2 separate regions of the Ovis aries genome follow, and region 2 is linked to region 1. The links are chromatin contacts, called in public Hi-C maps. All regions are on one chromosome and are shown on one strand. The core of a region is the stretch at or near the end of the contact, and the rest is flanking DNA. Distances in the headings are between cores, read along the strand shown.

Region 1 (6,011 bases), core at 1,815-4,314:
ATAGTCAGACACGACTGAGCGACAAACACTTTCACAAGCAGTGTAAAATATCCGTGAAAATGCAAATAGGTTTCAAGTTAAAATCTGAAAGCCAGAGGAGATCTTAGATAAATCATTTGCTTAAAGTCACATAGTAGCTTAAAGGATGAGGGATAATGCTAGTATAGTAGTGACTACTGAGGCTTCCAAAAAACCCAATTTGAAAATCCTTTTCAACTCTGAAATTTGATGGTACTAGGATTTTAAGCTAACCTTTCTAGTAAACAGCACTTTGTTAACCTATAAGCATTTATTGTACGTTCTTGAACTTACATGGTTGCATATCTTAGAAAAGTAACAATTATTTGTTTTCAAATATTTTATTAATTTGAATTGAGATACCTTTCACTTGGGAATCTCAAACAAGAAAACTTCCCAATGTAATGTCAATGAACACATAGCTCACTTTTGGTTTTCAGTGGCCAGTAAAGTGAGTCCAAGAAGGAAATGTGACGAAATAGTCCTCTTGCTTCCAACTTTGATGGAATACCAGAAATCTAAAATTAGTCTATCCTAGAAAAAGCATACAGATTAACTACTTTTTAAAACCCCGAACTTACATGTAGCAATCCTTTCCCCCAACATACAAATTACAATTCAAGGTCCCTAATTCTATTATATGTAGAAATCTTTTGTAAACATGAAATATCAAGTAATAAACAACAGGAAATCGAGTTGATATTACAGAACTTTTTGTCTTAAAAAGTCTTACAATAGGATTTTTTCTGTAACTTCAACTGTAAACATGGCCACTACATTTGATCTTTTTGTCTAAAGTAATGCCAATATTACAGTTTCTGATTCTTTGAGGGAAAAAAAAGGGAGATTGATAAGCTACTGTATATTTTTATTAATCTGCTGAGACTGCATAGTAGTACTCCAAGTAGCATGCCCAAGAGCTCTATAACATTCCTTCCACACAGCACAGCTATACAGAAAAGTTGGAGGATTTGAGAAATGTCATTTATTTTCACTTAGCAGTATAACAACTTGATTTTTAACAATCAGATCCTCACATACTTTGCTAATCCACAATTAAACAATAGTAAGTAAAAAATTTTTTAAGGCACTCACAACTCAAAGGTTTATTTACTGAATAGGTAACTGTTAATCTTTCTTCAGCATATCAGAGTGCTTAGCAAAAACCAAAAAAAGTTATCCTAAACCCTTCATCCTCAGGGAGGTGGAATAAGAGAGTTATGTACCAAATACTATTTTCACAGCTTTTATAACCTTTAATAACAAGTCATCCACTCATGTATTTTTTCCACCACAACCCAAAGAGGATCTCTTTTCAAGGTAAATATTCCTTCTTATGGATTTGGAAATAGAGGAAAAAAGCTAAGTAATTTGACCAAAGTTACACATCTAATAATTACTGACACTGGGGTACAAACAGGCACAATATGGCTCAAGTTTTAGCTCCCAGTCACTACCACTGCTATACCAGTTTTTAATCTTTTTGCTTAATATAAGATCACAATTGAAATAGAGCAGCTATTCAAAGTAAATTAAGATCACCTTTGTGACCACAGTAAAGAACAGTTGAAATTTAAAAAAAAGTTTATTTAGGGCCATAAAATGTACCATATGTGTAAATATAAGAAATTCAGTAAGTATTAATTTGACAACTTCAATACAAATTCTAATAAAAATATTATGTATCCACAACTGACCAATAACATTAAATTTTGAAAGACTAGGAATAGTATAATTATAAACTTCTTTCACAATAAACTTAAGCCTTGGTTTTATGACTTGTCTGAACTTGGGGGAGGGGGCAGGATTTGTCTCATTTTGGTCCCCTTCTGTACTCTATTTGAAACTACTTTCTTATTTCTTCCCAATTCCAAAATTCCAGATTTACTGATCACATCTTTTTTTTCCCCTAGTACTTCAGACTTTTAAGGATAATTTTAACTTGCATACCTAAATCACCCATGGTGTAAGTGATAAACTTTTTTAAAACAGGGAAATAAAACATCAGACAGAAAGTCATTCTAAGCAATGAAATAGTAAGGAACAGAAAGAAAATGAGTGTAACAATTTGTGATTAGCATATTAACAATTTACAACATGCCCAATTTATGATGACATATGAAGGTTTCTAGGCACATAAACTAACAAGCAGACACACATCCTGAGTCTAAGATGTTCCACATGTTTAATCCTCTCAGCAGAGAGCATGAACAACAGGGGAAAATTGTAGGGAAGAAATACACAGATGACAGGCCTGTGGAATGAGGGAGGGATGCTATGTAGGTTATGAGGATGACACACTGCCATGTCAAACGTTCCTGGGCGCGACCCGCTCATTGCAGTACCCGCTGGTTGAGAGTTTTGTTTATTTACACTGTGTCGCTGAAAGAAAGCCACAAAGCTTCAACTGGACGCTTACGTTCATAATAAAAAGGAGAAAGGAGGGTACTAGCAAACGAACACCTGGATACGCAGTTCGCCGCCTGGGCCTCGGGACAGCTGACCAAATCCCGCTCACTCCCACCTCCTACGGTCCTTCTATCCGCGCACAAAGAACGGGTAGCTTTAGGTCAGTCCTCCACGTTCTACCCTAGTTACCGTGGCCTCAATTTCGGGACAGCTAAGGCGAAAAGATGGGGTGGAGAAGGGAGGGGAGGAGCTCGAGAGGGTCGATGTCTGTGCTCGGAGGGCGCTGACCTCCCAGCACAGGCCCAGGCCGGCGCCTCCACCGGAACCTTGAACTGACGGCCGCGCCTCCACGGCCGATTCCGAGCTCAGCTCCTGCTGCCTTCCGCTGCAGCCCCAGCACCTCCGCCGTCTCCAACGCCGCCCTTCCTCAGGCCCCTCACAACGACGCAGCCCCCAACCTGCGGCCTCGCGGTGGAACCCCACCCCACCTCGTCCTCGATTTCGCTCGCCCTTCCCAGGAGTTTTCCCAGCATCTTTCACTTCCGAGCGCCCTAAAGCCCCCTACCCAAGGGCTCTGCTTTGCTACCTGAATCCGCTTCTTGTGTCGCCTGCGTTCCGCCATGTTGGCCGCTCCGCCCGGTTCCCTCTGACGTGGACCGAGGCGGGGGGCGGTGGAAACCTCGCGAGAGCGCGCCGCGGGACCCGTTATGTAACCTGGCGGCTGGCGCCGGGGGAGGAAGGAAGCTGGTGAGTGACCGGTATCGGCCGCTCCGACCCTGGATATACTTTTTCTCCCCTCTTTCTTCGGCTCCTTTTTTTGCGGGAACTGGAAATCGCTGGGACCAGAAGGAAGTTAATAAGTGGATCAAAGAGCTGGAGGACTGGAAAGAGTCCTCTTCACTAGACATCTGACTCACCTGGAAAGCTGTTAAAATACAGATTCCGGGGCCCCACCCCTCGGAGTCAGTCGGTTTGGGGTGGAGCTTTTCCCCTAGGATTTACTGGGACCTGTGGAATTCGGACACGACTGAAGTGACATAGCATAGCAGTGGATGGAATTCTAGACAGTCTTCGACTGTGATACTTCCTTTTTCGCTAGTGAGCCCTGCCCTATCCATACCCCATTTGTAAATTCTACTCCCATTTTGAAGGTGGGAAAACTGAGACAGCGGAGGTGCAGCGATATGAACTGGTTTATCTAAGGCTCCATGGTTAGTAAATGGCACATCCTAGACTGAAGCCCAATTATCTTTCCCCATACAATGTAGAGAGTAGTTGGGCTCATCTGACACAAACTTTGGATTCCGCATTCCATTTTCCACGTTGCTTCTCAAAACGCTCTTTTAGAATCCAAGAGTCAGAACTCAGGGAGGTACGAGGAACTAATAAGATAAATAGAGAACATCTAAGAAGTTGAAATTAAGAAGATCGCAGGGTACCTGGGAGACTAGTTATAACTATTGTTATTTTGAGTGAGTGAGTTCAGTCGCTCAGTCGTGTCTGACTCTTTGCGACCCCATGGACTGCAGCAGGCCAGGCTTCCCTGTCTATCACCCACTCCTGGAGCTTACTCAAATTCATGTCCATCCAGTCAGTGATGCCGTCCAACCATCTCATCCTCTGTCCTCCCCTTCTCCTCTTGCCTTCAAGCTTTCCCAGCATAAGGGTCTTTTCCAATGAGTCAGTTCTTCATATGAGGTGGCCAAAGTATTGGAGTTTCAGCTTCAGCATCCAGTCCTTCCAATGAATATGCAGGACTGATTTCCTTTAGGATGGACTGGTCGGATCTCCTTGCAGTCCAAGGGACTCTCAAGAGTCTTCTCCAACACCACAGTTCAAAAGCATCAATTCTTCGATGCTCAGTTTTCTTTGTAGTCCAACTCGCACATTCATACATGACTACTGAAAAAACCATAGCTTTGACTAGACGGATCTTTGTTGGCAAAGTAATGTCTCTGCTGTTGAGTATGCTGTCTAGGTTGGTCATAGCTTTTCTTCCGAGGAGTAAGCGTCTTTTAATTTCATGGCTGCAGTCACCATCTGCAGTGATTTTGGAGCCCCCTCAAAAATAAAGTCTGTCACTGTTTCCATTGTTTCCCCTTCTGTTTGCCATGAAATGATGGGACCGGATGCCATGACCTTAGTTTTCTGAATGTTGAGTTTTAAGTCAGCTTTTTCACTTTCATCAAGAGGCTCTTTATTTCTTCTTTGCTTTCTTCTGTAAGGGTGGTGTCATCATTGTTATTTTAGAGTTGCCCAGATAAAGAGAATGGGCTTAAATTGCTAGTAAGTGTTTCTAGATAGAAATTCTCGTGACTTTAACGGAGGTTTTAAAGCATTTTAAATAGTAGAAAATTGGAAAAATGTAGAAAAGCAAGGTGAAGGAAATAAAAATCCCTAATGCTACCACTCAAAAATCTGTTATCATTTTAGTTTATTTTTTTCTAGTATTTATACTTTGTGTGTACTTATATATTTCTCCCTTTCCTCCAATTGAGATCATATTGCATAATATGCCTTTTTCACTTAATGTTATGTTGAACATATATCATTAAAAAATTATCTGTTTTCCATAGTATGTACGTAATAAGGTGAATAGTGGCATCTTGATGCCTATTCTTTTATAAAATAAGATAGCTGAAGTTCATTTTTGAACTATGAAATTCTGCACTCCAGAAACAGTATCAAGTCCTTTGGTTCCTTTTCCCAGCAAGTCCTTTGGTTCCTTTTCCATCTATAATCTAGAATCAAGGTATGTATAGTCAGAGAGGGGTGAAGGAAAAAGTGATTCTTACTGATTAACCCAAAACAATACAGTATGAAATGTCTTTATTTCCTTCAGGCCTCCCCATCCAGAATCAGGGTAGATCTGTTTTGTACTGTTGTATTTGGAGAATGGGCTTCCCAGGTGGCTCAGTGATAAAGAATCCACCTGCCAATGCAGGAGACACAAGAGACTCAGGTTCAAACACTTTGGTTTATACCTCCACCATCCATTAATAATTCACGTCAAATTCGATAGCTTCTTTTGCAGCATCATATTAAGGATTTGACAATATTGACCATGCACTTAATTTATGCTCCTTCTTTGGCATTTGTGATATCGGGTTCTTCCTTCTTATTTCTCTTTTGACTCCTCTCTCTTTACCTAGCTTGTCAATGTTCATGGTCACCATGCTTCCACGTTCATCTTCTTCCTTTTTCTCTATACATTCTGGAGATTCTTTTACATTTTAATAGCTTAATTCCAAAGTACTGCATAAATGTATATTTCTAACTGTCTTCTATATATCTCCAATTAATGGCCAACTAGAAATCACCATTTCCCTGGCAAAATCTGTCCCTTTTACTGTATTTTTAAACTTTTAACTGCATCACTGTTCACTTAATCACTCATGCTAGAAACCTTCAAGGAAGTTATCCCAACCGGTCAGTCAACAATCCTGTTGAGTCTACAGCTGAGATGTTTGGAATCTTCCCTTCCTCATCTTTCCTACTGCCATTGCTTTGATCAAGTCTTTATCACTTCCTACCTGAACTGTTGTTGCAAAAGCCTCCTAATCATTCCCCCCAATTCCACCCTC
Region 2 (6,011 bases), core at 2,548-5,047, 180 kb after region 1:
AAGAATACATTACTTACTCTATTCTTATGGCCTTTGGCTATAATTTTGGAACAAATAAGGGATGATCTCTGTAATCAAGTTAACTCTCTGTGTGCAAAGGTACAGTATGAATGCCCCCAAAATAAATACAATCTTATTAGTCTTCCATATGAATTTCTTTGCATGTATATACCACTTAGTCTGTAAAAACATTGTTTCTTAAGCATTTTAATTGATTTTGTTACACATTCTATTATTAAATTACAAAAAGTGAGAGACACTATTAGAATGAAACCCAAATTTATTCTATCACTTAATATACCAAGGTCTCAAATTACAATTGTTCTTAGTAAATGAACCACAAACTAGGTGAGATAACCTTTAAGACCACTACAAACTTGTACTGAATCACACACGAACTGTTCAGAACTGAAACTGTAATTCATACAAATTATTTACCTATTTCATTGATAGCCTATAAGCTCAGTTACAGTTAAAAAAATCAATTAGCATTTGTTCATGTCAATAACTGATTTGTTTTTGTTTATTAGCATGAAGTTAAAAGTGTTTGCAAACTTGATTTCATCTTTTGAACAGTCACTGAAAATCATTTATTACCTATGCCAGATATATGGCTAACTGCTTTATATGAGTAACTATTTTACATACAAAGGATCAGAGGTTCAAAGTAACTCATCTAAGATCACAGAGCATTAAAACTAAGATTTGAGCAAGGAAACTAGCTCCTGAGTCCTCTTAATTCTTTATTATTCTGTTTTCTTAATAAGTTGTACAGACTTTCTATTTTTGGTCTATATCTTCTCTTACATTTGTAGCTGGGCTCAAACAATTAACTCCCCAGCTCTCCAGGAAAGATGTATATCAAAAAAGACTGAACCAAACATCTGGCTCTTCTTCACACTGGTCCTCTGCATGAAAGCTCAAAGTAAGCTGCCCTTCAGTGTGTTCAAATCAATTCAAGATTTTCTGGCAAAGTTAACTGAGAAAAGGTAATCACTAAATTAAAGATCAACCAAAATTCACTGGTTTTGTGATTGTTTATTTTATATTACACATTCTAAACTTCTAGATCAAAGACGCTTCTATAGCCAAATATTCAGTAAAGTTAATATCATGTGACATATATCTGTGACACTGCTGTTCCTTTAAGCAACTTATACAGAAGTGACATAAAAATTCCATTACATCAAAATTTAAAAGTAATCCCAAACAGCATGAATGATTCCTTTTTAATAGGATTAAGGAAAATCCTGATTCCAGCTTTTCAGAGAAATATATTTTCATGATAAGCTGCAATGTAAAAAAAGGGAAGGATTTTGTTTAATGTGAACACATATGTATCTATAGAGATCGTCTGGAAAACAATGTAAGAATATTTATCAAAGTGTTAAGAGTGATTATCCATGTGTGGCAGAATTTCAGATGTTTCCTTTTTTGTTTTTTTCCTTAATTTTTCTCCAATAAATGTGGATTCAAAGGATTTGGAGAGTAGGATAGAAAAGAAGAAATAAAGGAAGGAAACTAATGTTCACTGGGAGACAGTAAATCCTAAATTTTCACAGTTAACAACCCATGTAGTTATTATCATCTCATTTTTTCAGATGGAGAAACTGAGGCCTAGGGAGGATGTATATTGATCCAAGAGACATAGTGACTGACAGGCAAGATCTAATTCTAAAGTTCATAGCTGTGCTATGTCAGATGGTGACCTATTCATGTTTACACTTTCAAAAAAGCTGGAGAAAAGAAGGCGAGAGTAATTTGATGGGTTTCCCTTTCCTTTTATCCCCATCGCCTTTCTCTACAACAACCAGTAAACATATTAATTAGTATTAATCTAACTACACAGTTCATCGAAAATGAAAGACAAAATGCCTGAGTTACAAAATGTTCTTCAGAACCTACTTCTTGTCAGTGCAGTGACAGCATTCAACATCTCAGAGAAGCATTCTAGCCAACTTAAACGTTGTATTTTTCTGAATCAAAATCAGGAAGAGGTCCTGCATGTTGCTATTTACGGCTAGAAAAGAGGGCACTATTAAAGAACAGACTTTTTCTTCTTTCTCCACCTATATCTCCCACCCAAACATCTTATGAGGTAGAGGATGAAGAGTAAGAGAGAAGACCAGAGGGAACCTAAAGACCAAAAAGCAAGGGGAAACTGGAATTAAATGAAAATTCATATTTCTATTTCGATCTTTAAGTTTCCATTCCTCAAAATACATACCTTGTTTCAGTAGATAAGTCAAATCTGTCAAAAAACATGCTGTAGTTCTATGAACATCTCTACTTTTTGTGCTTATGAAATGTAGTCTGTTTACTGCAAACCAGTGATATTGACCTCTTTATTAAAAACAACACTGGGCACATCAGTATTTGAAGACTGAGAGTTCAGGGACTGAATGGAAAAAATACTAATCTGCTTTAGCTCAAGACTATTGACCAGCTTTTGTAAGTGGAAAGAAATAACATAGGTACCTTACCTGTCAAGATTTAAAGTTCCTGTGTATATAAACTCCAACAGTTTCTGAAATCCATCAGCCTTCACCTGACTCTGATCAAGAAAGACATTGTTCTCAGAAGTGCTCCTGTAGATTGCACCAAAATATTCACTAAACGAGGCAAGCACATTCCTGTGAGCTTTAAACTGGAATTCCCCAATGACTATGGTGCAGTCACAAAGAAAACCTGCTTCCCGTTGTTTGTTCAGTCTCTCTAAAAGGTGCTCACAGTGGTGCGAATACTGCATTTTGATATCGGAATCGAATTCTATCCTTGTTCTAAAAAAACAAGAGAGAGAGTAAATCAGCACCACTAAATTTTCATCAAACTTTTCTCCCAAGCCATTGGTGAATAAAGAGACATAGAATCCAAACAAGAACAAAGCCTGTTCTCATTTTACGTCCCCAGAAAATTCTTACCAAGCAAATACGGATAAAAATGCCGAAGGGACAAAAATCCTTCCTAGTTTTTATTTCATCTTGGTCAACTAACACAAACCTTTGGACACGTCAACAAATGACGATGTGTGAAAACATTTCCACAAAGTGAAACAAAAAAAAGCACCGCAAAATTTCACACTTCTACATCACAGAGTCGGACACGACTGAGCGACTGAACTGAAGTGAACTGATCATCAGTTGAACCTTCAGTTTCAAGCTCAGTGGGCACATGTAAATTACGAAAAAACAACAAAAAAAATTAATAAACCACTAAGAAATGATTCCTTGGGACAAATGGTCAAAGGACATGGTAGGAATTCGTTAAAATTTTATCAACTGCCTCTCTGCCTTTCGACTAAGTGTAAAACTGCTCTCAAATTGCCGAAACCCGTTACCTTCCGCAGAGCATACAGTAGCTTAAATGAAAGGCGGGTGCCGGAGGGGGCGGAGAACCAGCACAAGGGCCAAAAGTTTTCAAAGATCTGGTCACCCGCCCCGAGGAGGCCACGCTCCTCCCTACCACCACCCCGGTCTACTGGAGGCCGCAAGGGAAAGTGACAGTAAAAGCCGGTCTCTCCCGACTTCCGCCTTCCTGCCCTTAGCCCGGCTCCCACTCCCCCAATTCCCACGGCAGAGGTTGTGGCCAAGGCCAACATCGGGGCTGCCTCGCCCTAGCTTTCCACCCTAACACCTTCACTCCGGCCTGAATGCGAACTCCACGGAGCCTGCCCTCCAATGCCCCAAGGTCTGGAGAGAGCGGGAATAGCAGCCTGGGGGCAAAAATAGAACTCACCTATAGAAACCCGAGGGGGAACACAGTTTCTTCAGTCGCTCTCCGCCATCTTGGAAGGACGTCACCACGCCACGCTCCGCCTTTTCCCTGCTTCCTCCACGATGACGTCACATCCGGCTCCGGGCGATCCGCGTGTACGCAGTAGGCTCTAAGACCCTGGAGGTCCAACAGCAGCCTGAGAGTAGCAGGCTGGTACATAGAGACCCCGCTACTTCGCACACCGGGAACACCCGGAAACAGGGAGAGTCTTGGCTAGGAGACTAAGGGCTCTCTTACGGAACCAAGCCTGTTGTCCTCACCTTGAGCATTCTAGATAGTCAGCATCTCGCGCTCGGCCTGCGTTTTGCGCGGAGGCTGAGCCGCGCTGCCCTGCGGGCTGCTTTCCAGGAGCCAAATTGTGCATTGTATGCTGGGGTTTATAGTTAGTTGCTCGTCTTCTCCCATTATCCTCCACTTCCTTGAGGCCCACGAGTGGGAATAGCTATCTTGTGTACTCCGGCTCTCGGCCATGGGAATTTTGTAGCTGAGACTGATCACCCCTTTTTATTTTAGGTACTGCCGGAAAGCTCTTGGGAAACTATGAGTCTTGTTTGCATCAGCCAACTGGAGCCCAGTATCCAGGATACCCTTACCTGGTGATAGAAGTCTGAGATGCAAGAAAGCGGCGCAAAGCAGTAGGGCACACTGGGCATGCGCTTGAGGAAAGGTGGGCTTTATACCGGAAAAGGTTCTGCTTGTGGACTACTGCTGCTGTTGCTGCTAAGTCGCTTCAGTCGTGTCCGACCCTGTGCGACCCCATAGACAGCAGCCCACCAGGCTCCCCCGTCCCTGGAATTCTCCAGGCAAGAACACTGAAGTGTGTTGCCATTTCCTTCTCCAGTGCGTGAAAGTGAAAAGTGAAAGTGAAGTCGCTCAGTCCTGTCAGACTCTTGGCGACTTATGGACTGCAGCCTACCGGGCTCCTCCACCCACGGGATACTGGAGAGTGGGCCTGTAGACTAGAAAACATTTAATACAATTATTTGCATTCTATGCAGATTTTTGTACAGTGAGGGAAGCTTGGCCGGCTACATACAGTCCATGGGGTAGGAAAGAGACAGGACTGAGCACGCGGTCAACCACAGTGACGGAAAGGTTATCTCCGTGATTTAAAAAGACGTACAAACGGTACGTGCTGATATGTTAGGGTGAGTTCTTTCATGCTACTCGCGGACATCAAAAAATCTAAGGAAACCCAAAACTTCAGCTTTTTTTTTTTTCCTTGTTAAAAGTTGTGTCAGGACCATGGGAAATTTGCTCACGACTTTATTTTAAAGAACATTGTAAACTTGAATTTATTCTTTTTTTTTCTCGAGATTTGTTTTACAACCAGATTTTGTTTGCTCTCTTAGTAAATTATTTCGACTCGGTAAGAACCATGTTTATGGTGGGGGGGTTGGGGGGGGGGAAGTCCCACAACCGTTAGGTTTATAAGGGAAAAAAATGAGGCTGGTTCTTTCTTGATTTCGTCTTGTCTCTGAGAAATTTTCTGATTATTTATTTTTGTCGGAATCATTTTTCGTAATTTATTAATTGAGGGATAGCTGTGAGTCTATACTAGGTGTCAAACAGGAAGTATATGAAAGACCGCAAAACATGGTCTCTGGCATTTAGAAAAATCAACAATCTCAATGGGAAAACTAATGGAAAACCGAATGACTTGTAATACAAAGAGTGCTGAGGTGACAGGGATTACCAGTTTTTACCCTGCGTTTAATTACTCTTACTAGGCTGTACATTAGTTTTTCAGTATCAGGTTGTGAATTGAATTTAAAAACAGTTGTTTAAACTCTGGAACCCTTCTTCCACGTGCAAGCCATTAATAAGAATATTTGTCAAATAAACTCCACGTAGAAAATTCAAATTCCCAAGGTACTGCAAATATTCATCAGAATTTTGCTTTTTAAAAGGGTAAGAAAAGAAGGATCACAGTCTCTTGTTAAAAGAAATGAGAAAAGGGGAAATCACAGGCTCCTGTTAAAAAAGAAATGAAAACTGTTTCCGCCCGGTTTCGAACCGGGGACCTTTCGCGTGTTAGGCGAACGTGATAACCACTACACTACGGAAACCTCTCTGTAAAAAGGGCTTGAGAAACTCCCTCATAGTTCTTCATAGCTCTGCTGTACCATGCAGTTCACAAAGCTAGCCGTAACTTTTAACAAAAGAACAAAGAAACCCCAACGGAAAATAACCGTAAGTCCAGTTAAATAGTGCTACCATTTCAAAAGTTGGAATTT

What was found. A called contact is a pair of places that touch in the nucleus more often than the background predicts.
Region 2: a Hi-C map of hypothalamus shows a contact between it and region 1, with 5 times the contacts expected there. The contact joins the promoter of MYNN here to the promoter of SEC62 in region 1. A contact is called at or near these places in 8 of 16 Hi-C or Micro-C datasets (blood, hypothalamus, liver and 4 more).

What each region holds. Positions count from the first base shown.
Region 1 is chr1:218,085,002-218,091,012 of ARS-UI_Ramb_v3.0, forward strand. It overlaps SEC62 (SEC62 homolog, preprotein translocation factor), which reads right to left and starts at 3,065. Exons shown (of 8, transcript XM_004003175.6): 1 at 3,014-3,065. The coding sequence starts at 3,049. It overlaps LOC132657239 (a long non-coding RNA gene), which reads left to right and starts at 3,135. Exons shown (of 5, transcript XR_009595105.1): 1 at 3,135-6,011.
Region 2 is chr1:218,267,250-218,273,260 of ARS-UI_Ramb_v3.0, forward strand. MYNN (myoneurin) reads right to left here and starts at 3,798. Exons shown (of 8, transcript XR_009595106.1): 1 at 3,736-3,798; 2 at 2,484-2,780. It overlaps LOC132657246 (a long non-coding RNA gene), which reads left to right and starts at 3,845. Exons shown (of 2, transcript XR_009595111.1): 1 at 3,845-3,927; 2 at 4,288-5,638. It overlaps TRNAV-AAC (transfer RNA valine (anticodon AAC)), which reads right to left and starts at 5,843; the gene lies at 5,771-5,843.